Regions from separate parts of the Mus musculus genome. Here all the other regions are linked to region 3. The links are chromatin contacts, called in public HiCAR-type and promoter capture Hi-C maps. All regions are on one chromosome and are shown on one strand. The core of a region is the stretch at or near the end of the contact, and the rest is flanking DNA. Distances in the headings are between cores, read along the strand shown. Region 1 holds the start of Zfp800 (zinc finger protein 800). Region 2 has its middle 16 kb from the start of Grm8. Region 3 holds the start of Pot1a (protection of telomeres 1A). Region 4 overlaps Snd1 (staphylococcal nuclease and tudor domain containing 1). Region 5 has its middle 58 kb from the start of Zfp800. Region 6 holds the start of 6530409C15Rik (RIKEN cDNA 6530409C15 gene). Region 7 holds the start of Aass (aminoadipate-semialdehyde synthase).

What was found. Promoter capture Hi-C pulls out the DNA fragments that hold promoters and counts their contacts. HiCAR-type assays count read pairs that join an accessible place to other places.
Region 1: a contact with region 3 is called in a promoter capture Hi-C map of pre-B cells, with 10 times the contacts expected there. The contact joins the promoter of Zfp800 here to the promoter of Pot1a in region 3. A contact is called at or near these places in 11 of 39 promoter capture datasets (the 3T3-L1 cell line, the C10 cell line, cranial neural crest and 6 more), 2 of 484 Hi-C or Micro-C datasets (B cells and pre-B cells) and 4 of 115 datasets of contacts at active chromatin or transcription factors (astrocytes, embryonic limb bud, large pre-B cells and 1 more).
Region 2: a contact with region 3 is called in a promoter capture Hi-C map of second pharyngeal arch cranial neural crest, with 30 times the contacts expected there. The contact joins the enhancer-like site here to the promoter of Pot1a in region 3. A contact is called at or near these places in 9 of 39 promoter capture datasets (the 3T3-L1 cell line, 3T3-L1-derived adipocytes, cranial neural crest and 6 more), 7 of 115 datasets of contacts at active chromatin or transcription factors (astrocytes, embryonic forebrain, embryonic limb bud and 4 more) and 1 of 9 other capture datasets (embryonic stem cells).
Region 4: a promoter capture Hi-C map of pre-B cells shows a contact between it and region 3. The contact joins the enhancer-like site here to the promoter of Pot1a in region 3. A contact is called at or near these places in 6 of 39 promoter capture datasets (the 3T3-L1 cell line, the C10 cell line, the HPC-7 cell line and 3 more) and 3 of 115 datasets of contacts at active chromatin or transcription factors (astrocytes, extraembryonic endoderm stem cells and large pre-B cells).
Region 5: a contact with region 3 is called in a promoter capture Hi-C map of hippocampal neurons, with 22 times the contacts expected there. The contact joins the enhancer-like site here to the promoter of Pot1a in region 3. A contact is called at or near these places in 5 of 39 promoter capture datasets (the 3T3-L1 cell line, cranial neural crest, hippocampal neurons and 1 more) and 2 of 115 datasets of contacts at active chromatin or transcription factors (astrocytes and embryonic limb bud).
Region 6: a contact with region 3 is called in a HiCAR-type map of astrocytes, with 9 times the contacts expected there. The contact joins the promoter of 6530409C15Rik here to the promoter of Pot1a in region 3. A contact is called at or near these places in 9 of 39 promoter capture datasets (3T3-L1-derived adipocytes, HPC-7-derived erythroid cells, cranial neural crest and 6 more), 1 of 484 Hi-C or Micro-C datasets (pre-B cells) and 4 of 115 datasets of contacts at active chromatin or transcription factors (astrocytes, forebrain, large pre-B cells and 1 more).
Region 7: a contact with region 3 is called in a HiCAR-type map of astrocytes, with 2.9 times the contacts expected there. The contact joins the promoter of Aass here to the promoter of Pot1a in region 3. A contact is called at or near these places in 2 of 39 promoter capture datasets (both in liver) and 1 of 115 datasets of contacts at active chromatin or transcription factors (astrocytes).

What each region holds. Positions count from the first base shown.
Region 1 is chr6:28,259,856-28,263,591 of GRCm38.p6, reverse strand. Zfp800 (zinc finger protein 800) reads left to right here and starts at 1,668. Exons shown (of 6, transcript NM_001081678.2): 1 at 1,668-2,112; 2 at 2,756-2,874. The coding sequence starts at 2,814.
Region 2 is chr6:28,140,812-28,144,218 of GRCm38.p6, reverse strand. No RefSeq gene overlaps it. Among named protein-coding and RNA genes, the nearest start is that of Grm8, 16 kb to the right of the region's middle. Within about 2 kb of position 1,713, at least 8 of the 459 cell types and tissues checked have an H3K27ac peak or open chromatin away from gene starts, as enhancers often do. A contact at or near this core is called in second pharyngeal arch cranial neural crest, where this site is marked.
Region 3 is chr6:25,807,890-25,811,329 of GRCm38.p6, reverse strand. Pot1a (protection of telomeres 1A) reads left to right here and starts at 2,112. Exons shown (of 18, transcript NM_133931.5): 1 at 2,112-2,155.
Region 4 is chr6:28,488,612-28,492,086 of GRCm38.p6, reverse strand. The region is part of intron 1 of Snd1 (staphylococcal nuclease and tudor domain containing 1); the gene reads right to left. Among named protein-coding and RNA genes, the nearest start is that of Snd1, 10 kb to the right of the region's middle. Within about 2 kb of position 1,391, at least 39 of the 459 cell types and tissues checked have an H3K27ac peak or open chromatin away from gene starts, as enhancers often do. A contact at or near this core is called in the HPC-7 cell line and pre-B cells, where this site is marked.
Region 5 is chr6:28,317,696-28,321,227 of GRCm38.p6, reverse strand. It overlaps a transcript of Zfp800 not described here. Among named protein-coding and RNA genes, the nearest start is that of Zfp800, 58 kb to the right of the region's middle. Within about 2 kb of position 1,862, at least 63 of the 459 cell types and tissues checked have an H3K27ac peak or open chromatin away from gene starts, as enhancers often do. A contact at or near this core is called in hippocampal neurons, where this site is marked.
Region 6 is chr6:28,213,271-28,217,060 of GRCm38.p6, reverse strand. It overlaps 6530409C15Rik (RIKEN cDNA 6530409C15 gene), which reads right to left and starts at 1,562. Exons shown (of 4, transcript NR_165173.1): 1 at 1,295-1,562. It also overlaps a transcript of Zfp800 not described here.
Region 7 is chr6:23,131,573-23,135,320 of GRCm38.p6, reverse strand. Aass (aminoadipate-semialdehyde synthase) reads left to right here and starts at 2,335. Exons shown (of 24, transcript NM_013930.4): 1 at 2,335-2,440.

The DNA.
Region 1 (3,736 bases), core at 419-2,918, 2.5 Mb before region 3:
AGGTCCATGTTGTATGTCTTCTTCAATTGCTCAATTTACTTTTTGAGACAGGGGCTCTCACTGAGCCTGGACCTAATCCGTTTGGTTGTGCCAGCTGGCTGGCAAGCCTCAGGGATTCTTCTCTCTTGGTCTCCCTAGCACTGGAATTGCAGGTGAACGTTCACCTCCAACGTTTTTGTACCATGTGTTCTGGGATCACACTCAGGTTTTCTTGACCAGACTTAACTGACAATGTCATCTTTCCAACCCCCAAATATGATTTCTATTGGCTGCATAATACCACCACATAGAAGTGGCCATTTATAGCATATTGACCTATAATCTGCATTTGCTTCATGTGGGTAGTGATTCTTGACAATGGAACAGAAAATGAGATCATAATATAATATCCTATGTAGCTGCAGAACATTTATTCTATTCTGCTCCAACCGTACAAGACGTATGCAAGTATTCCATTCAACAGTCCTATAGTAACAACTGCATTTGCTTACAAACTTCCTTTGGAATTTTGAAAATTGATTTTGGTGATTTTTCTCTTCACAAACACAGAGCCTAGTGTGGTGTCAGCCTGTAACCCCAGCTTTGAAAAAGAAAGTGCATAGTGGCAGGAGGAGAATCCTGATTTCAGGGTCATCCTGGGCTACTCAGCTAGTTCCAGGCAAGCCTGAGCTACACAGCAAGACCATCTCAAAACAACAAAAAACAAAAAACCCAAAATACAAACACATAGTGCCTTCCTTCCTAAACTTTTCTTTTTTCAGAAGCTCCAAAACTGGAACTTGAAAACTGGAAGTTAGTTAATTGTGGTTTTCATTCATCCTGAGAAGATAAAAAAGGTCAAATGGGAGCTCTCACAAAACCCTGACCAATAGCTGACACCTATTCGAGTGAAGTTAGCAAGGGCAAGAATTCCATCTCAGAGTTGGGAAGAAGGTGGCGGCAGCAGCTACTGGATATGAAAAGCAGCTCAAGGTTTGTAGATTTGACAGAAGATGGCCATCTTCGATCTGATCTTCGGGGATTTTCCAAGCAGGATGCTGGTGCCCAAGAGGGAAAGTGCGTGTTAGCCATGTGACCCAACTTCACTTCCAGGTTTGCACCCTCAGAACGTTGCCAATCGCGTTCTTTCCCAGAGCCCGACTTAGACTCTCCTGTCCCAAGTTCCAGGAGGTACACTTGGACAACAGCTGGCGAGCCAGCACCTGACAGCTCTCCCGATCCAGTCCACTTCGGGCTCCCAGTCCCTCCTTTTCTCCTCCGCTTCCCCAACTCTGCCTGGGTCGGATCCGCCGAAGCGCAGCAGCGCGAGCAACAGTTTGGTGCCCGAGCGAGCGGCGCGTGCCCGGGGAGGGGAAGACGCGCCCGCGGTTCTGGTTCTCACACCTCCGGGCGCACGCAGCCTCCGGCCGTCGCTCCGCAGCCGCCGGCGGGAGGACGCACGGGCGCGCGCCGGCGAGGCCCGCCAGCTACCCGGCCGCCCTCGGCGCCCGCCAACCCCGCAGTCTACCCTCCTCCGCCCGAGGCCGGCCCCGCGCGTCGCCTCCCCACCGGGGCTGCCCGCCCAGCGCATGCGCGCCGCGCTGCCGGGCGTGCCGGCCACACTCCCCCCACCCACTCCGTGAGCTTGTCACTTCCTGCCCTCGCCCCATCTCCGTCCGGGGTCAGTCAGTCGCTCCCTGTCGCAGCCGGAGACTTCTCTGCTTCCCCCTTCCTACCCTCTCTGCACGGCGGTCGCTCGGGCTGTCCGGGGAAGGGGCGGCCACGAGAGAACGGGACTGACTTCCATAAAGTTTCCCGAAGCATCTGCTACCCGCAAGGCCCCAGGTGGGGGACCCGCGCGGCTCCCCGCCCCTCTCCAAAGCCCGGGGGACCGTTGCAGGTGGAGCGGCGCGGCGCTGAGGGGAGCCGGGCTCGGCGCGGCCGTTGCCCTGGCGAGGGGCGCCTCAGTCCTGCCTGCTCCGGTTCCAGCTCCTTCGGCTGCTGCGCCCGGCGGTTCGTCCTGTCAACTGCCTGCGCCCGCGCGCCGCCAGCTCGCCGGCCCGGAGCGCGGAGGGCTGCCGTGAGCCGCCGCCACCGCCACAGCCGCCACCGCAGCCGCGGCCCGAGGACGTGGTGAGCTGTGGCGCTTCCGCGTCGGCGCCGCCGGGGACTCTTTGGGAGCGCGCCGGGGCCGAAGCCCGCTCGGCTTCACGCGCTGCGCCGGGGCTGCGCCAGGTGGGGCCCTCGGCCGCGTCGTGCGCCCGGCTGGTGCCGCGGCCCGCCCGCCCGCTGGCCGGCCGGCCGCTCCGGGAGTTGAGTAAGTTGGGCGCACTTGGCGGCGCGGACCGGACCCGACCTGCGCCGGGGAGACCCCCCGACGCACGTGCGTGGCCGGAGGGCGCGCGAGCCGCTCCTCAGCCGCGCAGGGGCCCCGTCGCGTCCCGCGTCCCGCGCCCGGCTCTCCGCGCGCCCGCCCGCTCGCTCGCTCGCTCGTCCGCCCAGCACGGCGAGGCCGCAGCCGCCTGCGCAGCCCGCCAGGCCTTCGCCGTGCGCTGCGCTGCCCTGCGCGCCGGACGCTGCGTTTCCGGGTAGGGCGGTGAACCTGTGCGGGGACGTGGGGCCGGAGGCCGGGCGAGCGGCGGTTTCTTTTCCGAGCGGAAGGTGCGGGCCCGGGGTGAGGGCAGAGAGCGCATGGTGGGATGGTCTGTGGAAATTGCAGCCACAGCCTCCATAGAAGTTCAGGGATAGTGATGGGTTTGTGCTTCTCTGTCCACAGCCAAGCCGCAATGAAGAGCTTCTCACAGTGAAAGGAAAATAGGTCGCACCCGTTAAAAATGCCTTTGAGGGACAAATACTGTCAAACGGACCACCATCATCACGGATGCTGCGAACCAGGTAAGTCCGTTTTTTTCTCCCCAGTGTCTTTGCTCTCCTTCACCAGAGCTACTCGGCTTTCTGCGTTGTCTCTAAGAAGTCTTTCCTAAGTAACTCGGTTTCTCCTGCGTAAAACTACTCGCGTAATGCCAAAAGCCTGTACAAACTGGAGATCTCCATTGCTTGAGCCCCCAGAGAAAGTGCCACAAGTGTCACCGTCAATCATTTCCACAAGGTCGGGCAGCTCCTTTCCCTTCTTTTTCAAGGCAGCTTCGTTATTGGTTCACTCCATGCTCTGAATGTTTAAAATGGAAGAAGAAGGTAAAGATGAGATAGGTGATTACTACCATTCAGCTTCTTGAAAATTTCTTATTGTTAAAATAACTTTCCCTTGAAGTGTTTTAATCCATAGTATAAAGTTTACCACTCCCACAAACAAACAAACAAACAAAGCCAAAAGTTTAATTTGGGTCAAGAAGGTTGATTGAACCTGTAGGGACAAGTGGACTTTTTGAATTTAAAAAACATCTTAAATGTTTCGGATAGAATTTATTGTATTGTATTGCTTAGAATATATAGAGTATTTAAGGTATTTTATTATGTTGAGCAGATTCTGTTTAATTTATGATATTAAAACTTTTTTGAGTCTCATAAAGAATTTATTAGTGAGTTTTAATTTAACAGGCATTGTAAACTGTTGAGGGCCTTATCTTAAAAGGACTCACAGTGTCAACTACGAATAAAGGTCTTTCTATTCTAATTCAAAGACATGCGTTTATCAGTTTTTACTTTTAAGTTACCAGGGTTGGTAACTTCCCCCGCCTACTTTGGATTGCTTTTAATTGAAATATTTTAATTATGCTCATGTATTTAGATTTTTTTA
Region 2 (3,407 bases), core at 464-2,963, 2.3 Mb before region 3:
GATGGTAAGATGGCTGTCTGCATAATCTGCTGGATAGCTACATTGTAGTCTCTGAGGAGAGCATAGTATTGTCTGTTTATTATGCAATTTATAAGATTCCTACCTGAGATAGGCTTGAGCTCAAGGAAGTATATAAATATATACCATTTATGGGACACTGGGTTTTCAAGAAATGGTTCTGATTTGATGATGCTCTGGTCTTACCTGGTGGTAGCATTGGTGAAGTCCCTCCTTTGTTGCAGCTGGGCAGGGATGAGCCAGTGACACTCAGGTATCACACTGTTCTCATTAAACTTCGACAGTGACAAGCTACAGGATTACACCTCAAAGTGTAGCAGCTGGAGGCCCTGCACATGTTGCTAAAACAGTCTTAGAATTAAGGTGAAAGGTTTAGTTTTAGGCCTTTAAAAATCTAGGCTCCCTAGCATGGCTGTCCTCTGAGAGGCTCTATGAGCAGTTGACTGAGACAGATGCAGATACCCACAGCCAAACACTGGACTGATGTTGGGGATCCCCATGGAAGAGTTAAGGGAAGGATTGAAGGAACTGAAGGGGATGGCAACCCCATAGGAAGACCAACAATGTCACCTAATCTGATTGCCTGGGAGTTCCCAGAGTCTGAGCCACCAATCAAAGAACATACATGGGCTGGTACAAGGTCTTGGGCATATATGTAGCAGAGGACTGCCTTGTGTGGCCTCAGTGAGAGAGTATGTGCCAATTCCTGTAGAGATGTGATGCCCCAGGGAGGGGCATGCCCAGGTGAGCACCCTCTCAGAGGTGAAGGGAAGAGGGGATTGGGGGAAGAACTCCACCAGGGGGGACTGGGAAGGGGAACAACATTTAGGATGTAAATAAATAAAATAATAAATGAAAAAAAATCTAGGCTCCCTTCTCTCAGTCTGAGATTAGAAAGTTGAATAGATTTTTTGCTCCATGATGACTATAAAGCTCTTGATTGTCATTTGCCATAATGTTTGCAACAGAAAAGAGTCTCTTTGTACTAGCTTCATAGTGTAAGAGATCTTCCCTCATTACATCACCTAATTTTAAATTTAATTCAGATTGGATAAGTCATTCTATTTTCTGATTGGGGCTGATTTTGGAAAAAAAAAACAAAAACAAAAACAACAAACCCTTTCATAACTGGAGAGATGTACTAATAAGAGCATTCTTACATCCTGACAGCCAGACCTCAGCTCACATGAGAGTCCTCAGCAAGGTTACAAACTTTTGCTTTGGATGGAAGGGAAAGCAATTGGTAATCAGCACACTAGAAATAACAAAGTGAAATTAAACAAAGTTTCCTAACAAGTAGCCAGCCAACTATGCAGGTTATTCTCTTAGGAACAGAGAATAAGATACATTCTATTCTGAAAGTCAAACACATAAAAACGTCCCTCTGTTCTTTATAAAGGTCACTGAAGGAGAGAGGGCGGAAAGAAATGAACAAAGAAAGTGGAAAGAAAGGAAGATGGGAGGAGGAAGTTGGGGGGCAGAGGTAGAAAAGCTGAGGTGAGAGAGAGATGAATGGGTACAAAATTGGAGGGGGAGTCTCAGATTACTCTCCCACTTATACATCCTTGGGAGAAAGATCACTTCTCTGTTTCCCTCCCAAGTTCTCAGTTTTCATAACCTGTTATCTGGATGCAGATCTGCCCTCTAGCTTCTGTGCTGTGTAGTTCTTGACTGCCCTGTGCTCTCACTGTTTCCATAGCGACTGCACGGTACACTCCAACCTGCTTTCAGTCCCAGTGTGTTCCCTGCAGCCCCCAGGGTTTCCTATAGCCTGCCTGCTTGCCACCATGTCCACTTTCCTTCCCAAATAAACATATAAAATAACAACACACAGCAATAACAAAAACAAAAACCATATAAAAAACAAAACAAAACAGAACAGAACAAAAACCAACTACACCCAGAACTTGTCTTGGTTTTCTGGAAATTCCATTTTTGTCTTCTGAGAAAAGGGAGTCTTTATCCTCTTCTAATTTTAGGCAACAAGACACAGCTGTGAAGAAAGCTTAAAGACCTTGCCCTCGGTGAGTGGGTTGCAGTCGCTTGGTATCCAACTCTGAAACCCTGTCAGCAGCTGTTTCATGGAAAGTGACTGTACCATGTACAAAGCATTTTTTGTTGACAAAGAGCTAGCTTTTTTCGGCAACAATAGGAATGTTTCCACTCACCGATCGCAGGTCTACCTGAGGCAGCAGACTTCTGGTACTGGTCCCCATAGTCCCTGTTTTCTTGCATCTCCATCCTATATAATCTCTGAGTTTCCTTTGAGTGTGGGCTAGAACTAGCGTGTCACTTTTAATGAACAGAATATGACAAATATGATGTGATGTCAATTCTGATATCAGGTTACAAAGTGCTGTGGCTGTCATCTTTCTGACATGCATTGCTCTCTTTCCTGCTTACTAATATGATGAACCCTGATGTGTTGTGAGCTGCTTTATTGGGAGGCTCATGGAGCAAGGAACTAGCAGAGACTGCCAGCCATCAGCTATCAAGGATTCCTAATCAACAGAAACTGTGAGACACAAAAACTGTTAGAGCCATTAGTTTGGAGGGAGTTTGTTATACGGCAGTAGATAGCCTGAACCTGACTCTTCCTTTAACGGGCACTCTTTTTCTGTTTCCAAATATAAAAAGGAGATTCATGATTTGATCGTTTTTGGTTGCACTTTACATCTAGAAATTCATGTTTCAGTTAAGGCTCTTTTGAACTATTCTGGAAGCAGAAGCTGTGTCCTACAACCTTGTCACCCACAGGTTGTTTCTTCTCTCCTCATCCTCCCTGAACCAGCTTGATCTTGTCTTCCCACACCCCCAGGACACCCCAGTCTGACCTACATGATTTAACTGCGGGTTGTTAATTTTCCTCTATTTTCCTACATTACCGCACATCTGTCAGGGAGGATTGGAGTGCCTTATGCTGTCGTGGCTGTGGGTTCATTTAGGTCCCTCAGCCAAACAGTAATCATGAGTCACTTGATTATTAACCTTGGGCAGATTCAAATAGCTTATTTGGGCTTTATTATTGAGTTCTTGATCATTTATGTACTTTATTTGGCACCAACACGTAGCTAGCTGACAGACAACAAGTCCAAACAGCCCGCCACTGGAAGTCTCATTTCTGAATCCCACAACGATCACAATAAGGTTTTGTTACAAATTTAAACCTGTATGAAATAGAGACTGCTTCCTAGATCCGATGAGCTATAGCTCCCATTTATCTTCTTTTATTTGTCTCCATCCTGAGTGGCTTCTCCTCTGCCAGAGTCCACCAGTAGCTGGTAGTTCAGCAGTAAGAGACGGGGCTCATGAGCTCCTCTGTTATCCCTGACTGACTGTAGAGCGGCTCTGTCCTGTGCAGGTCCTGTGCGAGTAATCACAGCTGCTGT
Region 3 (3,440 bases), core at 863-3,362:
AAGGCCTTCGGACCAGGAAGTCAGCTGTGAGATTTGTGTCTCCTAGAAATGACTTGGAAGCTACCCCTGTGATACATCAACAATATGGCTGTCTAAACAAGACAGGATTAATTACATTGTCAGTACAGAGACTAATGTGGAAAGGAGGAATCTCATGGAATCTTTACCCATAACAACTACAGTGACTCAGTGACTGCTTCATGTATCATCTGATAAAATCCCCATCCCAAATCTGTTGTTCATTATTGATCAGTGGGAATCTCATCTTAAACATTTCTTGATGAGGAACATCTTTTTAAGGTATATGCTCTGTGTGTGTGTGTGTGTGTGTGTGTGTGTGTGTGTGTGTATGTATGTATGTATGTACTTAAGGAATGTATGTACTTAAGGAAAAAAAAAACATGAAATTGAAGAGTGAGGAGTGGCCATAAGTGGGTGTAGTTGGATTGAAAAAAAAAGAAGCTAAATGATGTAATTGTATTTTTTATTGTAAAAAATAATTTAAATAAAGAACGAAAACTCACACAACTTGGGAAAATCCTTGGCTAATAAGATGAGTTTACAAATTTTGACAATAAAACCACAGTGCTTTTGGACTTAGTAAAAAACTTCTTGAGACTAAGTATCTCCTTTTGGCTTAGCAACACAGAGTATTCCTGTTTTAGTTAAGGAACATTTCCATGTAATCAGCTGGGGGTTTGGGAAGGATGGAAAGGCTGATGTTAAAGGTAAGAAAAGAAACATGTTTTTCCCTGGAGTATTGTTCATCCAATGAATATTTAGCTCCTAAAGCTAGCAGCCATTATATACAGTCTTGGCTGTAAAATAGAACCGTTATCCCTGCTCCTAGTAAACTTCAAATGTAGAAGAATGTGTTTAAATACTGAGAGAAAGTAATGAGGAGAACATGACCATGCACTAGGAGGATAGACGGGATTTGACTGTGGTGGAAGTGAATGTGGCACCAACTGGGTATAGGCTTTGTCTGAAGTCAGACACAGATCAGATGGGGGATTAATTCTGAAGCGAAAGCAACGCTTTGTGAAAAACACAAGTACAGCAGCTTATTTAACAGACCGGGAATTCGTAAAACAACAATTGTGCATTTCACTCAGAAAAAGGGTTGTTCTTCCTGGGAAAGGGGGACTTTGTTCACAAGCCACTTGAAATAAGCTTCAAAGTATGCTTATGTTTGTTCCTCCCACTCCCGAAGAATGTTAACCCGTTATTATAATGAAGCTATCACCAGCAATAACGGTTCTCTTGACCAGTATGTCACCAGTTTGGTTGATGGTTCTTGTTAATTTCTCTGATTCCCTGCTTGCTTATTGCCAAAGTTGCTGCCTCCAGGACCTCAGCTGGAGTTAGAAGAATCTTCCGGTTCCCTGCTCTCAACCAAAGTGCACAGGATCCAAAATCCATACAGTGGCTAAACTTAGCGGATAAATAGTATTTCACAACTGTGTGAAGTGACTAACAGTATGGATCTGGGCCTTATTATACTCCTCTAATGGGCAGTCCTTGAATTCCACTTTAGTTGTTATTCCTGGTTCACTTATATTTTATGAACACGGGGAGTGGGGAAAGAGAAGAAAGCTTTAGAAAATAATGGCAAGGTTCTTCAGTTTACCTGAAAATACCCCAGATGTCACCAAAGTGCTATAAAACAAATAACATCATCACCATCATGTATTTATAGCCTTGGAAAAGTCGTATTTGAATGTTTAACTTAGAATAAAAGCTTTAGCGTCAGGGGCTTCCAGTCGACAGAATGGAATCTGGAACCAGCCTGGTTTAGAATAGAGTTCTCACTTGCTACAGGATTTAAGACTCTTATTTTGGATTGTGTGGCTAGCCTTTAATGGCTGATCCTAAACTGGTCCGGCTCGCCCTGCAGGCTGGGGATTGTCTCCTTTGGGCAACCGGAAATCCGCGTGAGCCAAGGAGCGGAGGGGCAAGCAGCCTTGGTGGCTGAGACACAGCTTGCTGTGGCTCCGCCCTCTTCTTCCTCTTCTTGTTTACCCGGGAGTTCCCGGCCAGCCACACTGCAATTCTAGCGGAGTACGCATGCGTGAACTAAGCTGCTCGCGCCCGCGCGCGTGCATGACGTCACAGGCGCCTAGGTCCAGACTTTAGTTGTCCGCGGGTTTTGCTGGTGAGTGAATTTGGGGAGGTTTGGGTTTCGCTGCGGGCCGACCCTGGGTAAATATAACGAGGACTCTTCACTGCAAAATTTGGTGCAGATTTGCAGAAATGCTGTTACACGTACTGTTAGTGTTGACCGATCCCTATCGGGAAGAGACGTGAACAGATCCAAGTCCTCCCTCATGCTGCTGAGTGTTTTGGGGACGGTTGGTCTCTATTCGTTAAGCAGCGATGCTATTGAGTAGCCCAGGCAAGGAGTTTGAGAAGTTTCAACCTAGAGTTCACAGATTAACATCAATTGCAAGTTTCTCTTAGGATATTTACGAGTTTGAGGGAGGAGGCAACCAATGCCAGTTTTGAAATCAGGAAGCTTTTTGGTACAGTGTGCGTACACAATATTTTCATTGACAAAGGGGTTAAAGAATAAAACCCGTGCTTATCTCCCGCCCCCACGTCCAACATTTTAAGATACCAAGGTGAAGTTGGTGAAATTGTAACATCTAAAATCTTAGAAGTTTTTTAAATACAAAAGCTAAGTGGAAATCCAGCTAAGAAGGTTGTTAACTCAGAAAACATTTTCCTCCGAGAAGGAATACCCATACTTTATATTTCGTATCTTTGTAAGAGATTGGTTTTTATTTTTACAGTTACAACTGAGACTGAATATATCAGTTTACAGTTTTCCAGCAGTCACATAACGAGCATATTATTTTATGATACAATGGAAAACGTTTCTAAGGTCCAAGATAAATATATCTGACCATTATTAATTCCAATTAGTAATGTGTAGCAGTATGATATGTGAACATGAGATAGCTTTTTGGTTTCATATGTTAGATTAAGAAATTAAAACTGAGACTTTCAGTGTGACACAGTGTATTTAACCTTTTTGACAGTCGTGTATGCTGAAGAATTTGGATGCTGTTGTAAAACTGTTAATTTCATACTAGATGTTAGCAGGAGAAAGACATATAGAGGAACCTCCTCTGCCTCCTGTACAAAGAATATATAGGATATAGAAAGCTTAAAGGGAGAAAATCCAATTAGGTAAGGACAGCAATGAATGTAAGAGTTGATAAAGATTTGAATTAGTGATAGAAAGGTTAGGAAAAAATAGTCATTTAATGCTAAGTGAACAGTACAATTTAGTATTTTTTTTCTGTTGTATGGCATTTTGGTGTTGTGTGTATGTTAGTTTGTTTAATTATCACAAAGACTTGTGACATTGATGCTTTATAGCTTACCTATATAGACAAAGGTGCTGTATTTCAGAAAGGTTAAGTAATTTTCCTGAG
Region 4 (3,475 bases), core at 142-2,641, 2.7 Mb before region 3:
GTTCCAGGACAGCCAGGGCTATAAAGAAAAACCCTATCTCGAAAAACAAAAAAACACCAGATGCTTATTTTTGCTTTATGTGCAGGGTTCATAATACAATAAAAGAAGAAATACATCAACTTGTACAAAACTTATCTACAAAAGCTTAATCTTGAGGTTATTTGAAAACATTCCCTATTTGAAATGCTGATCGTCAACTTTAGATTTCAAAATAAAGTGTAAACCACAAACCTACCATAGACCTGACAGTCTTTTCAATGAAGAATTAGCATGTCATCCCAGAATTCTTCTTACTCTTAAGTCCAAGGCAGAGTGTCAGAAAGGAATAAAAGTACAAACCCCTTGCCATTTAACCCCATTCCTGGCTTCTCCCACAGACATGCTGCTACTCAACTTTTTAAAAGAACTCCTAAGAATTCAATTAAAATTTTTATTCCACTACTCAGAGCTAGAATGCCTATGACTAATTATACAAAGGCAGGGCAGCCTTAACCTGTGCTGAACCTGTACCCTAGAGAGAGCTCATGGGAGGTCTAGAGAGATTCTAAAGCTCTCACCAGAGAGGAGTTTAACAAGGTAACTTAGCTTTTAAGTAACAGAAGCAGCCTCCTGGCCTCTGGGCTGTAAAAGGCCTCACCTGCCAAGAGCAATAATGCAAGTAATTACTGCACACAGAATAACAGATCCCAGTGGGACCCCAAGACCCAGGTTCTGGCCTCTACCTTGCAATATACATAGAGGAATAGCACACACTATTTTTCTCATTAAAGCCTAGGACAATCCCCTAATGGGTAAATAGATAAATTTTACTTGGCACAATGATTATGCCTTGGATGGTTGCCCAAATAAAAATGTTGCTGGTATTAAGGCTATAGGACAATGAACCTCCTGGGACAGAATTCATGAGGTTGAACACTTGGCTGACATCACTGGAAGCAAAAAGCTTTGAAGCCTCTTCCTCTTTCCTTTTTCTTATAACAAACTTCCAGCCACCCTTGGTCTTTAGATAAATACCTCAGCTTTGCATGCGTCCTCTGAGTGTTCCCACTGTGCTTCGCCAGCTCACCTGCCCTTTATCTTCCGTACTTTACCTCTGTCAAGACATCTGTCCCTTACACCATCTTCTCTGGAAAGATATTTTCAAACCAACCAAAACTAACATGTGACTTTTCCCAACCCATTTTACTTCTAAGAAAACCATGGACATTTAAATTCACAAGTTCCTCTTTCCACTACAAACCACCTTCCTTACTTCTTGCCAGTTAGCAGTAACTGCATGAGACAGGCAGCAAAACCTCTCAAGCAAAGCTTTGGCCAGAATCACACAAAGCCGGGCTGTTGAGCCCATACAACCCTCCTTCTATCAAGTCATCCCAGGGCACTCGGAGCCCGCCTCTCTTGTTCATGCTGCTCTCTGGGAGCTACACCACCACTCACTTTCCTGCACTCGGTCTCCCTGTGCTGACTGTTGCTCCCATCCACCCCCATCACTCATATCAGGCCAACAGACCATTACTAATAACCATGCCAAGACAAGGAAGCCTGGCAGACTTACCTGGAAGCCTAGGTAGACTGAGATGGAAACTACAGTGTCTTTAACTAGTTCTGAAGCCAGGTACCAGACCATTCTAATGTGCACAGCATAGATTTCTAATGATTGAACATACTTTTCTTGCCTTAAAGGTGCAACAAAACCCAGCATGAGACTCAGCTACATAGCTAGTTCAAAACCAGCCTAGGCCACATGAGACCCTGTATCAAAAGTGGGTAAGGGATTCTGGAGAGATGGCTCAGTAGTTAAGAGTGTTTGCTTATTCCTGCTCCAGCACTCACATCAGAGAGCCAGTAACTCTATTTCCAAGGATATCTGACACCCTCTTCTGACCTCCAGGGCCCCAGCACACACATGCACAGACCCACACACATCACATAAAGATAAAATAAATCGTTTTCAAAAAGAAAACTTAAGGAAAAAAAAGATAGCCAGGATATGGGGAAAGAATCCTTACCCACACCTGGTGGGCCACGAGTGGAGCCATCTTGTACATCAGTTCTTCAAAGCACCGTACGACCCAGATACACCACTCTTGATTACATGCCCAAATGACTCTAAGTCAACACACCACACAAACATTTGTACATTCACATTTATTGCTGCACTATTCTAAGAAATGGAACCAGTTTACCTATACATTCACAGATGAATGGCTAAGGAAAATGAATTATATACACAGTGGAATTTAATTCAGCCATAAAAAAATAAAAATAAAATCATGACATCTGGAGGAAAGTGGATGGAACTAGAAATTATGTTAAGCAAAACAAGGCAGACCCAAAGACAAACAGCAAATGTTTTCTCTCATATTCTAAGTGTGCACATGTGCACACACACTAAAGTAAAAGTGTAGTAGTGGCAGCACAACTTGCAGAAGTCAGTTCTGTCACCATGTGGGACTTGTGTGTGTGTGTGTGTGTGTAAGGTGAAAGTGCAGTAGTCACAGGACAACTTGCAGAAGTCAGCTCTTCCTGTCACCATCTGGGACTTGGGGGTTGAACTCACATCATCAAGCATGGCAACAAGACCATCTCACAGGCCCGAAATTACAAGGATTTTAGGAGGATCATGTGGAGAAATATAGACAGTTATCTCTTATGTCACAATAATCATATACTTCCACCTTATTAGCCAAGAAACGGAAAAAGCAGAGGCCCTGTGTGCCTACCAGTAAGAACAAGATAGATCTGACCTCTCTGCTGGTCACTGTAAGTTTGGAAGTCATAACTTTTCCTTGTCACAAAGTTCTCTGCAGATAAAGCGGGTAACAGCAAAACTCCAAAAGGTCCACTTGATCTATAGGTACTGAAATATTAAAACATCCAAGCAAATGACAAAGTAGTTACTAAATCCCAGGTGTTGGCCCTGCCCTCTACAGTTGAGACAAAGAGAGGCGCTCAAGAATAAGGCAGGTGTGATGGCCACACCTTTGAGTCCAGCATTAAAGCAGAGGTAGATGGGTCTCTTGAGTTCAAGGTTAGCCTTGTCTACAGAACAAGTTCCTGAATAGCCAGGGAATACACAAAAAACCCCTGTCTCAGGCTGGTGAGATGGCTCAGTGGGTAAGAGCACCCGACTGTTCTTCCGAAGGTCCGGAGTTCAAATCCCAGCAACCACATGGTGGCTCACAACCATCTGTAACAAGATCTGACGCCCTCTTCTGGAGTGTCTGAAGACAGCTACAGTGTACTTACATATAATAAATAAATAAATCTTAAAAAAAAAATAAAAAAAACCCTGTCTCAATCAAGAAGGAAGGGAGGGAGGAAGGGAGGGAGGGAGGGAGGGAGGGAGGGAGGGAGGGAGGGAGGGAGGGAGCTGGGACTATGGCTTGATGGCAGAGTGCTTGTCCAGCATGCATGAATGTGGGGATTTGACCCCAAGCACTGCATAAACCATGAGTGGTTAGAGGAAACAAGA
Region 5 (3,532 bases), core at 613-3,112, 2.5 Mb before region 3:
GGGATGATGCCATCTAGCACATCCTCTATGTATATGAAACTATGAAAGACTAAAGAAAAGATGGACTGTCCATCAAAGAATTTCCACATTCCTGTGTCAGCTGCAAAGAAGCCATCTACACTTTGGATGAAATACCAGCTTTTCAACCACTGTTACTTGCAGTTAGTTAGTACAATTGATGTAATATTGTGTGAAGTACCAGACAGATCTTTTTAGGGGATTGGAAAGAAACTTGAGTTTCTTCAATGGACAGATGCTTTAAAGATTTCATTTTATGGTTGTGGGTTTGCCGGCACAGACCTATATGCACTGCATGGGTACCCGTGGACACCAGAAGAGGGAGTCAGATCACTTGAAATGAGTGTTACAACTGGTTGTGAGCACTCTGAGAACCAAAGCCTGGTCCACTGCAGGAGCAGCTGCAGTCTTTCCCTCTGAGCCGGCTCTCCAGTCCCAGGTAGATCTCTAGTCTGCACAATGACATAAGGGAGAATAGCCACAAAATTACATCCCTCCAGGCCTTGTACTTAACCACTAACTCACCTGTTATTGTCAAACTCATTTCAAAGTCCTGTGCTAGTGGCTTAGAAGTATTGCTTTTGTTCTGTTTCTTCACTTACTCCAAGACTCAGAGTGTTCTAAATGTGCATTCTTCGACTAGTCAACGTCCTCAGAGTCGATCCTGGGCCCTGCCATTCATGTGTTCCATACAGCCCATTTGTTCCTCACCTTCCGTGTGGCCATACCCATGAGGCTATCGATCTGTTCTAGCTTTGTCTCAGAGTTCCTGTCACATGCCTGTGACATCTGGAGCCTAGATAGATCAGTCAGTCGGTAGTGCTGCCAGTCTGTACTTCTTTTTTTAAAAAAAGATTAATTAATTAATTAATTGTGTATAATATATGTGTGTGTATGTATGTATGTATGTATGTATGTATGTATGTATGTATGTATGTGTATTGGGGCATGGGCAAGCCCTTATAAGGTCAGAGGACAACTTGTAGGAGGAGTTGCTTCTCTCTCTCTTCTATCATTCAGGTTCCAGGTGTTGAGCTCAACAGGGGAGCTTGGCTCTAAGAATCTCAACTCACTGAGCTAGCTCTCCAGCCCCATGCTTTCCCCAATCCCTTACCCGCTTGGATTTTTGCCATTACTTCAATCTCAGCAAGACACTCTGAGTATGGAACTCTTCCCAGGCCTAGCTGAAAACATCCCAGGCAAAGCACCCAAATAAAGGCTGCAAACTGAAAAAAAGGCAGAGAGACAGAAACATGGGGTGTGGGTGTGGCAGTAAGAACGGGACAAGGGCGAGTTTTGCGCTCTGTTTGGAAGGCTGACTATTTACTTTGAATCGCTCCCTTTCCCGTTTCCATTGGTTACCGAGCACTACCCTGATTGAGGGCGAAAACCACGGAAGGAGAAGTAGATCACTTAGCCTTTTCTGCAACACTGGTATTTTTGTAACCTCGGTGACCGTAGTTAATATTACTCCCATTTTACAGCTGAGGAAATCGGAGTTCAAAGAAGTTAAGTGATTCATGGAATCAGTAAGTAGCAGAACTCGGGGCTTGTCAAGGGCTTTTGACTCCTTCTGCACCGCACTTCACTAAATCATAGTGGGGAGACAATAGCTCAGTATTTGGGAAACGACAGAAATGAGCATAAGGGAGAAAAATGTCTATATTCGGGATTTCAAATGTTAGTCTAACAAAATCACATACAGAGTCATTTTCTGGGTAGGAAATTGTGGAGAAATAGAATGGCGAGCTTTCATCTAGCTCGCTAGATTGGTATAAGTCAGTCCCATAAAAGGCCATGCTCATTCTTCTCAGAGATGACAGGCTCAGAACTATAAAGGATGGAGACTCATTAAATGCACAGGAAGTACGTAAAAGAAATCTAAATGAGGAACCTTTAAAAAATAGAAACGGTAGTTTGATGTTAGAGGAAACACATTTTAAAGAGTTGAAGTGAGGAAAATAAAAACCTGAACCAAGAACAGCTAAAGTATGAATCCTTTTTTTATTACAACGTAACTGCCAATCAACCAAAGAGAAGAGCAGTCCATGGAACTGAGGGCCGTTAGGGCTAAGCGCGGTGGCTCTGTGTGTTACAGAAAGAGCTTCTCTGAGCACACCCGAGCCTTCTTCATTCGGAGTGGGAAATATTCCAACAGTTAGAGGAACTCTGTTACCATTAAAAGGAATCTGTTTGGACTCCTTCTCTGAAACAGCGCCCATCCATTTCCCACTTAACACAGTCAGTCCATCTGTCACCTATTAGAAGGCAAAAGAGAAAGGTAATGGGGAAAAATAGCTGCTTTCTGCTCTGTTGGTGAAGGATGCTTTCTATGTAAATGCTATAAAGCACATCTCTTTACCTGTGACTGCATCTTGCTATCGATCATGGATAATGACTTTTTCCTGAATTTAATACAAATATAGACTTATTTAACCTCACCTTAATTTTTTCCCTAAAATGTAACAATAAAATATGAAATTTGACTCAGATTCTTTTGCCCAGAGATAAACTCCATTAACATTTTTCCTGTTAGTAATTTATGTTTAATAATTCACATATATTAATTAGACAATGCTTTATTATGTTGTTTTCCTGGATGCTTACAACATACTTTGGTCACAGTCACCTCCTCTTAGCCTCTCAAAGGATTTGGAACACTCGGTGGAGTAGATCAAGCTCCCAAAGGATATTTTTATGGAAATGACACTTTTTCAAAGGAGAATGAAAAGAAAAAGTTTTTTTAAAAAGTATTTGTGTTAGTTTCATGTCAATGTGATGAAACCTCATTTGGGAAGGACTCTTCTTTTTTTTATATTGGTTATTTTATTTATTTACATTTCAAATGTTATCCTTCTTCCTGGTTTCCCCTCTGCAACCCCCCATCCCATCCTCCCTCCCCCTGCTTCCATGAGGGTGCTAACCCACCCACCCACTCCTGCCTCACTGCCATAGCATTCCCCTACACTGGGACATCCAGCCTTCACAGGACCAAGAACCTTCCAGCCCACTGATGCCAGATAAGGCCATCCTCTGCTACATATGCAGCTGGAGCCATGGGTCCCTCCATGTGTACTCTTGGTTGGTGGTTAAGAACTTGGGCGCTCTTGGGTGGTCTGGTTGGTTGATTTTGTTGTTCTTCCTATGAAGTTGCAATCCCCTCCAGCTCCTTGAGAAGGAATCTTTAATTAAGAAATCGTCTCCTTGGAAAGAGTAAGAGTCAATGGGATGGAGAGAGTTTCCAAGGAAACAAGGCCTTCTAGACAAAGCAAGACTGATGGAGACTGTGACATTATGTACAGGGCCTGTGCAGGTCTGCAACAGATGGGGTCCCAGTGTGTGAAGGAAACTGACACAAGCTCCCATTCTTAACCCAGAAGCAATCTCCATTTGATAACTGCTTGTAAATGAAAATTTAGTTTTCTCTAGAAGAGTTATATACAAACCACTCTTAAGGGGAAGACCCACACCCAGCTAGATTGCCAACACTAAAGAAACTTCTTGGTAGTATTTT
Region 6 (3,790 bases), core at 313-2,812, 2.4 Mb before region 3:
TATGATGATTCTATCCAAAACTTTCAGAAGGCAGGAAACTTTCAGGGCAGTATGACTAATTATGCCATCAACTTAAGCAACAAAGCGAGCGCATTCCCACAAACACCTAACCCTAGATTTGCTTATCACTGAATAGAATCCATCTGACAACTGAGGTTGCTTTAGTTTAAAATATTTTTGAAGCTTATATTACAATGGATTTTCTATCTGATAACAAAGCCCTGGGCACTTGTCTATGTTATTATCCCATGTGCAGATTCCTGGAATAATTTAGCAAAATTATTCCATTTAGTCATTTGCTCATTTAGTTATAAAATGCATTATAACTAAAAGATCCATATTTAGCTAATAGTTCCTTTATTCTTTCTCAGTTTGAGTGCTTTCAGTAGAAACCATTACAGAAACTGAAACACTGGCGTTCACTAAAATGTCTGCTCCAAAAGCATGGGAGGTTTTTCTGTTTTTTAGTATACCGTGCTCCCAAGTCCATATTAATTATAAGTTGAAATTAACTTTGCAAAAAGACCAGAAAACTTTTATTTTCCTCAAGTAAAAATGAGTTGAATAAGATGAAGTATAATTTTATAAAAGACAGTGCTTTTGATTCACTGTTAAAAGTTTACGGGACAAAATACTCTGAAATATTGTGATTTATACAGCGCTTAGAGTAAAGACAAGCCATGTCGTCGAACCCATTCCTTAAAAGCTCTTTATGCCTACCCCTCTGCTACCCTAGAAAACATTAGCTTTATAAATTCATAAGTGGGACGAAAGTAAAAAGTCATTAACTTTTTATTCTAATAGTAAAATACATTTATTGTGTAAATTTGGAAATTACAAATAAAATGAAAATAAAGACTATCTGAAGTACCGAAAGGTAACAACACACTGTTGTGGTTTTTCTCCATCACGTTTAAATTTGTGTTCTCTGAATACTGAAGTACATACATACCCTCATACCCTGCAAATGCTGGTGAAATGGAATTTTTCCTCGACTGCTTTTTCATATTGTTGGACTGTATTTCACAACATCTTATTAGCAAGTTAGTTTGTGCTATAAGATTATGATACTTTATGTTTGGAGATGAACATTTTCCAATTTTTCTTCCTCTTCTTTCCCCATTTTCTATTATGTTGCAGTGGACACTCTTTGAAATTTTGTAGTTATGCTTTAAGGGAACATTTTTTAAAAGACTTTCTGGGTCAGGGGTTATCAGCTACCTGGGGTTTGATGCCTGCAACCCTGCCTGTTGTGGAGTGCCGCGGGGTGCCGGGCTCCTGGGCGCAGCTTTACCTGAAGGGTGCGGGGTGGGGACGCGGCGCCTCGGCCCCGGGCTGCGCGGTTCCCGCCCGTTGCTAACCGGCGTGTCTTTGTCTTTCTTCCCTGGGGTTCGCTGCGCCCGTGCGGGCCGAAGCCTGGCGAAGCCGTCGCCCCGCAGCGCCGCCATCCTGCGTCCGCCCGCGGGCGCCGTCACCACGCGCCAGGCCGCCTCCAGCTGCCGCGCCAAGCTCCGCGGCGCCGCCAGGGAGCGCCAGCACGCGGCGCGCGCCCTCGGCAGGTCAGCCGCCCCGTGACGCCGCCGCGCGCTCCCGCGGCCGCGCGCACCGCCGTACCTCGGGCGCCCAGGTCGTCTGCATCCACGGCCGCCTCGGCGTCGTCGTCGCTGGTCGGAGCGCCTCAGCTCGCCCCCCGCTGCTGCCGCAGCCTGCTCTGCCACGCGGGACGCCGGGCCACTCCTTGCTCCGTGCGATGCGTTTCTTCAGCCCGCCTGCAAAATCCCCGGCTTCTTTAAAAACCTCACCGCACATGATTCCGTTTCCCTATTTCTTGTAACTACTCTCTGTTCCCTTTCAGATTCTTTCCATTATTAGTTCTTCAAAGCCAGCATCGTTTTCTTCATTAAGCTCTCATCAAGCTCCACCTCCCACTCCCATCTGCCAGAAGATTCTAATGGTCCAAATTCATGATACAACCCAGAGTTGTATCATGCACATCTATAATTGAACTCAAGCGTCAGGCTTTCCCCTTCCTGTAACTTTATCGCCAATAGCCATTGCTCCCTGTGGAATTAGTCCTTGTTTCCAAGGACTCGTCATCCTAAACTCACCATCCTTAGAAACGGGATCCTCTCTAGAATATTGTCGCCGGTGACCACAGGACCGTGCCTTTCCATAGCTGCTCCGGGAAGGCTTGTTGGCTTAGCCCCTCTTTTTTTCCCAGGCCCTCTGTCCCAGGCTATACATGGATGTCTTACTTCTCTTGGGCTATTCCCAGTGACTGGTCACAGTTAAAGTCGTGATGGCCCAATCATGTGACATTCATGGTCCCTCAGTGAGCTATTGGGGACCCTTCAACTCCTGGCCACAGCTTCCTTAGAACTCCCGGCTTCAGTCTGTATCCCCTCTAGCCTTTCCTAGGTATGTCAGACCTGCGTTATGGCTTCTTCAAGATCTCTGCTCTCCTCTTGCTTTCTTTTGTCTTTCTCAGGTGTCCCCTCAACACAACTGCTGCACAGTGACCTTTGTCTTGGTGTCTGCTGCTAGGATCTGAACTGACACATCAGACATTCCAGTCTCTGACCACCACCTTCCTATCCTGAGTTGTTTGCTGACCTCATTTTTCTACTGTTGAGTAGGCCATGTCTTGGCTCTATTTCCTTGACTAGCCCAGATTCTACAGTCTATTATCGTAATCATGCCTCGAAATGCAAATTCTCTCAGCACTCTCAAACCTCAGTTTCTTCGAAATTATTTTTCTAGCAAAAAAATATCCAACCCTGGGTATAGGTAACTTCTGTCTTGCTCTAGCCAGACTGTAACAACGGATTTCGTTTAAGAAGAAATCATGAAACCAACCAACCTGTTCAATTTCCAAGACATTATTGCAAATCCTAAATTGGTGTTTTTTCCTATGGTCGTCTCAGTCCTTCACTTTTAGACCTACTGTTTCTTTGCATGAATCTCCCCAGAATGTGCCGTTTGTTTTGATATTTCCCTGAGAACTAAGAGTTATAGACAGAGCTCCTCAGCTCCCTACTACAGTGCGTGGAACTGATCTATTTTGTGACTGTGAAGGGAGCCCCTTCTTCTCTCAGTGCCCTGAGTCTCACTCCCTCTTGCTTTTTGAAAAACTTCAGGTTCTCTTCTTTCTCTCTTCTGTACCATCATTCTCCCCACCTCTTAATTATCAGTTGCAGTAAAGGGTGTCACCATTCAGCAACAATTTGGGGGTCATCTTTGCTACTTTTATGACTAGTTCCTTACAAAGCAACCCATCTTAATCGATCAGTTTTATTGCTCAAATATGCCTTTTTGTTTTTTGTTTTTGTTTTTGTTTTTGTTTGTTTTGAGAAAGGAGCTCTCGTACACATAGTGCTGATTCGCCTGGAACTCACTATGTAACAGGTTAGCTTTGAATTTGTAACAATGTCTTTGCTTCTGCCTCCTAAACCCTGGATTACAGGTGTGTACAATCATGCCTGACTTAAAATTGACTTTAATTTGTCTCCTTCCAAACTCAGTGCTATGACCAACATATTTTCTCATGCCTGGTCTCTCGGGTACCACTTTTGACATACTTTAGTACCTTTTTGATAACCTGGTAATAGTGACCTTTCTCATCCATTAAATCAAATCATCTATTGCTTGTAGAATAAAATTGAACCCCCTTACCATGGCTCACAAAACCATGCACCATCTGACCCTTTTCTAGTTCTTGAACAGCCTCTGGACCCTTCTCTCACTGTTTACCATGCGTGCCCATGTAACATGCCAAGCAAGTTTTTTTTTT
Region 7 (3,748 bases), core at 1,086-3,585, 2.7 Mb after region 3:
AGCCTGATCTTAAGGAGATATTTTCCTGATTGAGGATCCCTCCTCTCTGATAATTCTAGCTTGTGTCAAGTTGACATAAATTATCCAGCTCAATTGACCCCTTGTCAACTTGACACACACACACACATACACACACACACACACACACACACACACACACACACACTGCCATTTATCTACATCTTCCCTTTCTCATTCATCACTGAGACCTCTCGTGGAAAACAAAAAGAACTTTAAAAGTCCCACAGTCTTCACAAATTCAAACTCATTAAACGTTCAGTCTTGTTAAAACATATATTCTCTTAAAAAAAAATCCCAAATCTCTTTTAAAAGTTCCAAGTCTTTCAGATGTGGGCTCCTGTAAAAATTAAGTTAAAATACATTCTTCAAGAGGGAAGAGTCAGGGCACAATCAAAATCTGAACGAAGCAAAAATAAACTTCTACCAGCGTGAATAACTCAGTGTCCAATAATCTTGGATTATTCACTCGTGACCCTCTGGGCTCGTCCAAGGGGGCTTGGGTTATCTCTCCAGCTCTGCTCTCTGCAGCACACACAGCATGTCTTCAAGGCTGTGGCAGGTTCCACTCCACTGCTGCTTCTGTTCTTGGTGGTCAACTTATAGTGCTGACATCTCCAAAATGCTGGGATATATTGCTGCATCTGGGCTGCACTTTCACCACTAAGCTCACCTGGGCTCTCATCAGAGGGCCCAACTCGGCCATACAGTGCCAAACCTCAGCTTCTTTTCACGAACACCTTCAAAACCAGCACAAGGTACAACCTTGGCCATGTCCAGAACACATCTATATGCTGACTCCAAGGAAACACTTGACAGAAGACATCACCTCAGGGATGCTGGCCCCTTCTTAATCACTGCTAACTTTTCCGCCCCAACTGACCAGCATTAAATATTCCAGCAAAGTAAAGTTTTCACTGTAATAGTTCTGGTATCTTGTTGTTTAGTCAGCCCCAGCTAACAAGAACCAGAGCATCTTAATTCAAAATAACAAATGGCCCTGGTAGAATTTTTAAATTTCTCTCTGAAACTTGACAAGCCAGACCTCCATTGTCTGCACTGTCCTCAGTGTTCTTATCTTCCAAACTCCTACCAAACAGCCCTTTGAGACCTCAACACTCAATAGCTTTTCTTTCTTTTAAAAAAGATTTATTTTATTTTATGTGTGTTTCACCTACATGTGCATGTGTCTGCCTGCCTGGTCTCTCACAGCAATACCCCACTATTCTGGTACCAGCTTGTCTAGTCAGTTTGTCTTAGTTAGGGAGTCTATCACTGTGATGAAACACCATGACCAAAAAAACAACTAGGAGAAAAGGGTTTAGTTTACTTCCATATAACAGCTTATCATCAAAAGTAATGAAGACAGGAACTCAATCGGAACCTGGAGGCAGGAGCTGTTGCAGAGGCCATGGAGGGGTGTTGCTTACTGGCTAGCTTCCAGTGGCTTGCTCAGCCTACTTTCTTACAGAACCCAGGACCTCCAGGATAACATCAATCACAATAGGTCTTCTCCCATGAATCGCCAATTTTGCCTATAGCCCGATCTTATGGAGACATTTTTCTTGCTGAGGCTCCCTCCTCTCTGATGACTCTAGCCTGTATCAAATTGACACAAACTATCCAGCACTTTGGGCTTATTTTCAGAAACTTGCCTTCTAACAAGTCTAAATGGAGGAGGAACTTGTGAAACAGGAGGGTCAAACCCTTCTGGCTATGACCCCAAGGCTCCGCCGTCACTGAGGCTAGTCTTTACGAAACTCGCATTTCAGCAATACTGGAAATTGTAATACATTTGTCATCCCTAAACTTCTGTTCCTTGAATGGAGTGTACTGTACCCCGTGCTCTCCAGGTCCTCCGCTATTAGGATTCTTAAAACACGAGAAAACTTCCATTGGGCTGAGCTTCCTAAGCTGTGAAAAGGCTCTGTAAAGTGTGCTTCGCAAAACAAACAAGACACAAGCAATTGCAACGTTTTTCCAGGAGATATGCAAATTTCCTTAGTAGATACTGTCCAGACATTTCTTTTTTTGCTGTTTTTTTCCTACCCTCGTGGGCTTACTGCCACAGGGAGTTACAAACCTGATCAATAGCCATTTAGGGAGAACCCGATGCCATGAGCTAAGTAAGCTCTAGGGTCAGAGATCTTTCAGGCAGATGAACTTCAGGGTAGAGCAGGGGCAGGGCATGACCTAGTACCTGGCAGCACCGCTGATTGGTAGGAGAGAAGGTTGTTCCTTCAAAGCTACCGTTGATTGGCTGCAGGAAGGAAGACTTGTGACGTACTTAAAAGTTGAGCAAACACCTCCTCCTCCTTCTGGGCCCCCGCCCCCCTAGTCAATTTTTTTTGCAGGGAAATCAGTCTGTAGGGTCCAGATTCAAGAGCTCTGGGTGGCTGGGGACTGATCCATAACCTACAAGGTGAGAAGGGGGCCGGGAGGGCGACTCGGATGCAGGCGCGACCTCTGCCTGCAGGATGCACTTGGAGCTCCCAGCTCAGCCGCGGGACTCCAGCTGTTAGTCGAGAAATCGGCCTCCCGCCCCAAAGCCGCGGGGCGACCTCGAAGCTCACTGTGACAGAACTAGGGAGGTGACACAAGCTTTAGGCATCGCTGCCCAGCTTTGCTGGGGGGGAGGAAGGGCTTCAGGCTCAGCTCTACGGCTTCTGAATAGAAAGGGGGAGGGGCATGCACTTTTTGGCAGGTGGGCTCTGGTGGTTGTGGTCTGTTGCTGAGGAAGACAATACGGGTCAGTGTTAAAATTAAAGTTGCAGAGTGAATAACTTATTTATTCTTGGACTGAAAGCTTCTTTGCCTGTAGTGGTTGATGAAGAGAGCAAGATTCTTTCTGATCTCCTCCTAGTCCCCCTGGCTGGGTGGAATTCTGATACCAAACTTTCCCTGTCCTAGCTGCAGGTTTAGGGCTAGTAACTGTGACTGAGAGAGACCTGGTTGGCTGGGTCTGTCTGCAATCCGTTTGAGATGGGCATGAAAAAGTTAAACAAGTTGTGTCCAAAACTCTCGATACTCTGGGCGGCTGTGCTCAAGGAGAGAGCTCTGTGGACACACTTTGTAACCAACTCTGCATGGTTGAATGGGGTGGGGGGGGTGGAGAGGGAGGGACAGAGAGAGAGAGACAGAGACAGAGAGAGACAGAGACACACAGAGAGACAGAAAGAATGAATGAATAAATGAAATAGTTCCTAAATCTGTAGAGACTGTCATTTCTTGGATATTATGGGTCATGAATTGTGAGAATCTGGACAAGGTGTAGCTGTGGTGAGGCTCGGTACAACACACTGAATGACCAATGATTTATACAGTCCTTCCAGTTCTTTATTCAAAACACAGATGGCCTGGTGTGTGTGTGTGTGTGTGTGTGGGGTGTGTGTGTGTGTGTGTATGTGGTCATGAATTCCTGTATTTTGCTATCCACTCCTCCCTCCCATGAAGGTGAGTGGACCTAGGGCTCAGAACTTGCTGGCTGTGCAATCTGGTTGTCACTCTGCAAAGTGACTTAGGAAGACAAGGGAGTTTATTATTTATGGGCGGTATTTCCCCAATCTTCTAGAAAAACCACACGTCTTATCACAATTCCTGCATTTCTTGAATGTAAGCTGTCTTCAATTTAAGATGCATTCTTACTTCAGGGATGCTAAAATGTGAAGACACGTCTTAAACTTGTTGAAATAAAAGAGTTAAAACGGTAATGAATTTTACATGTTCACCG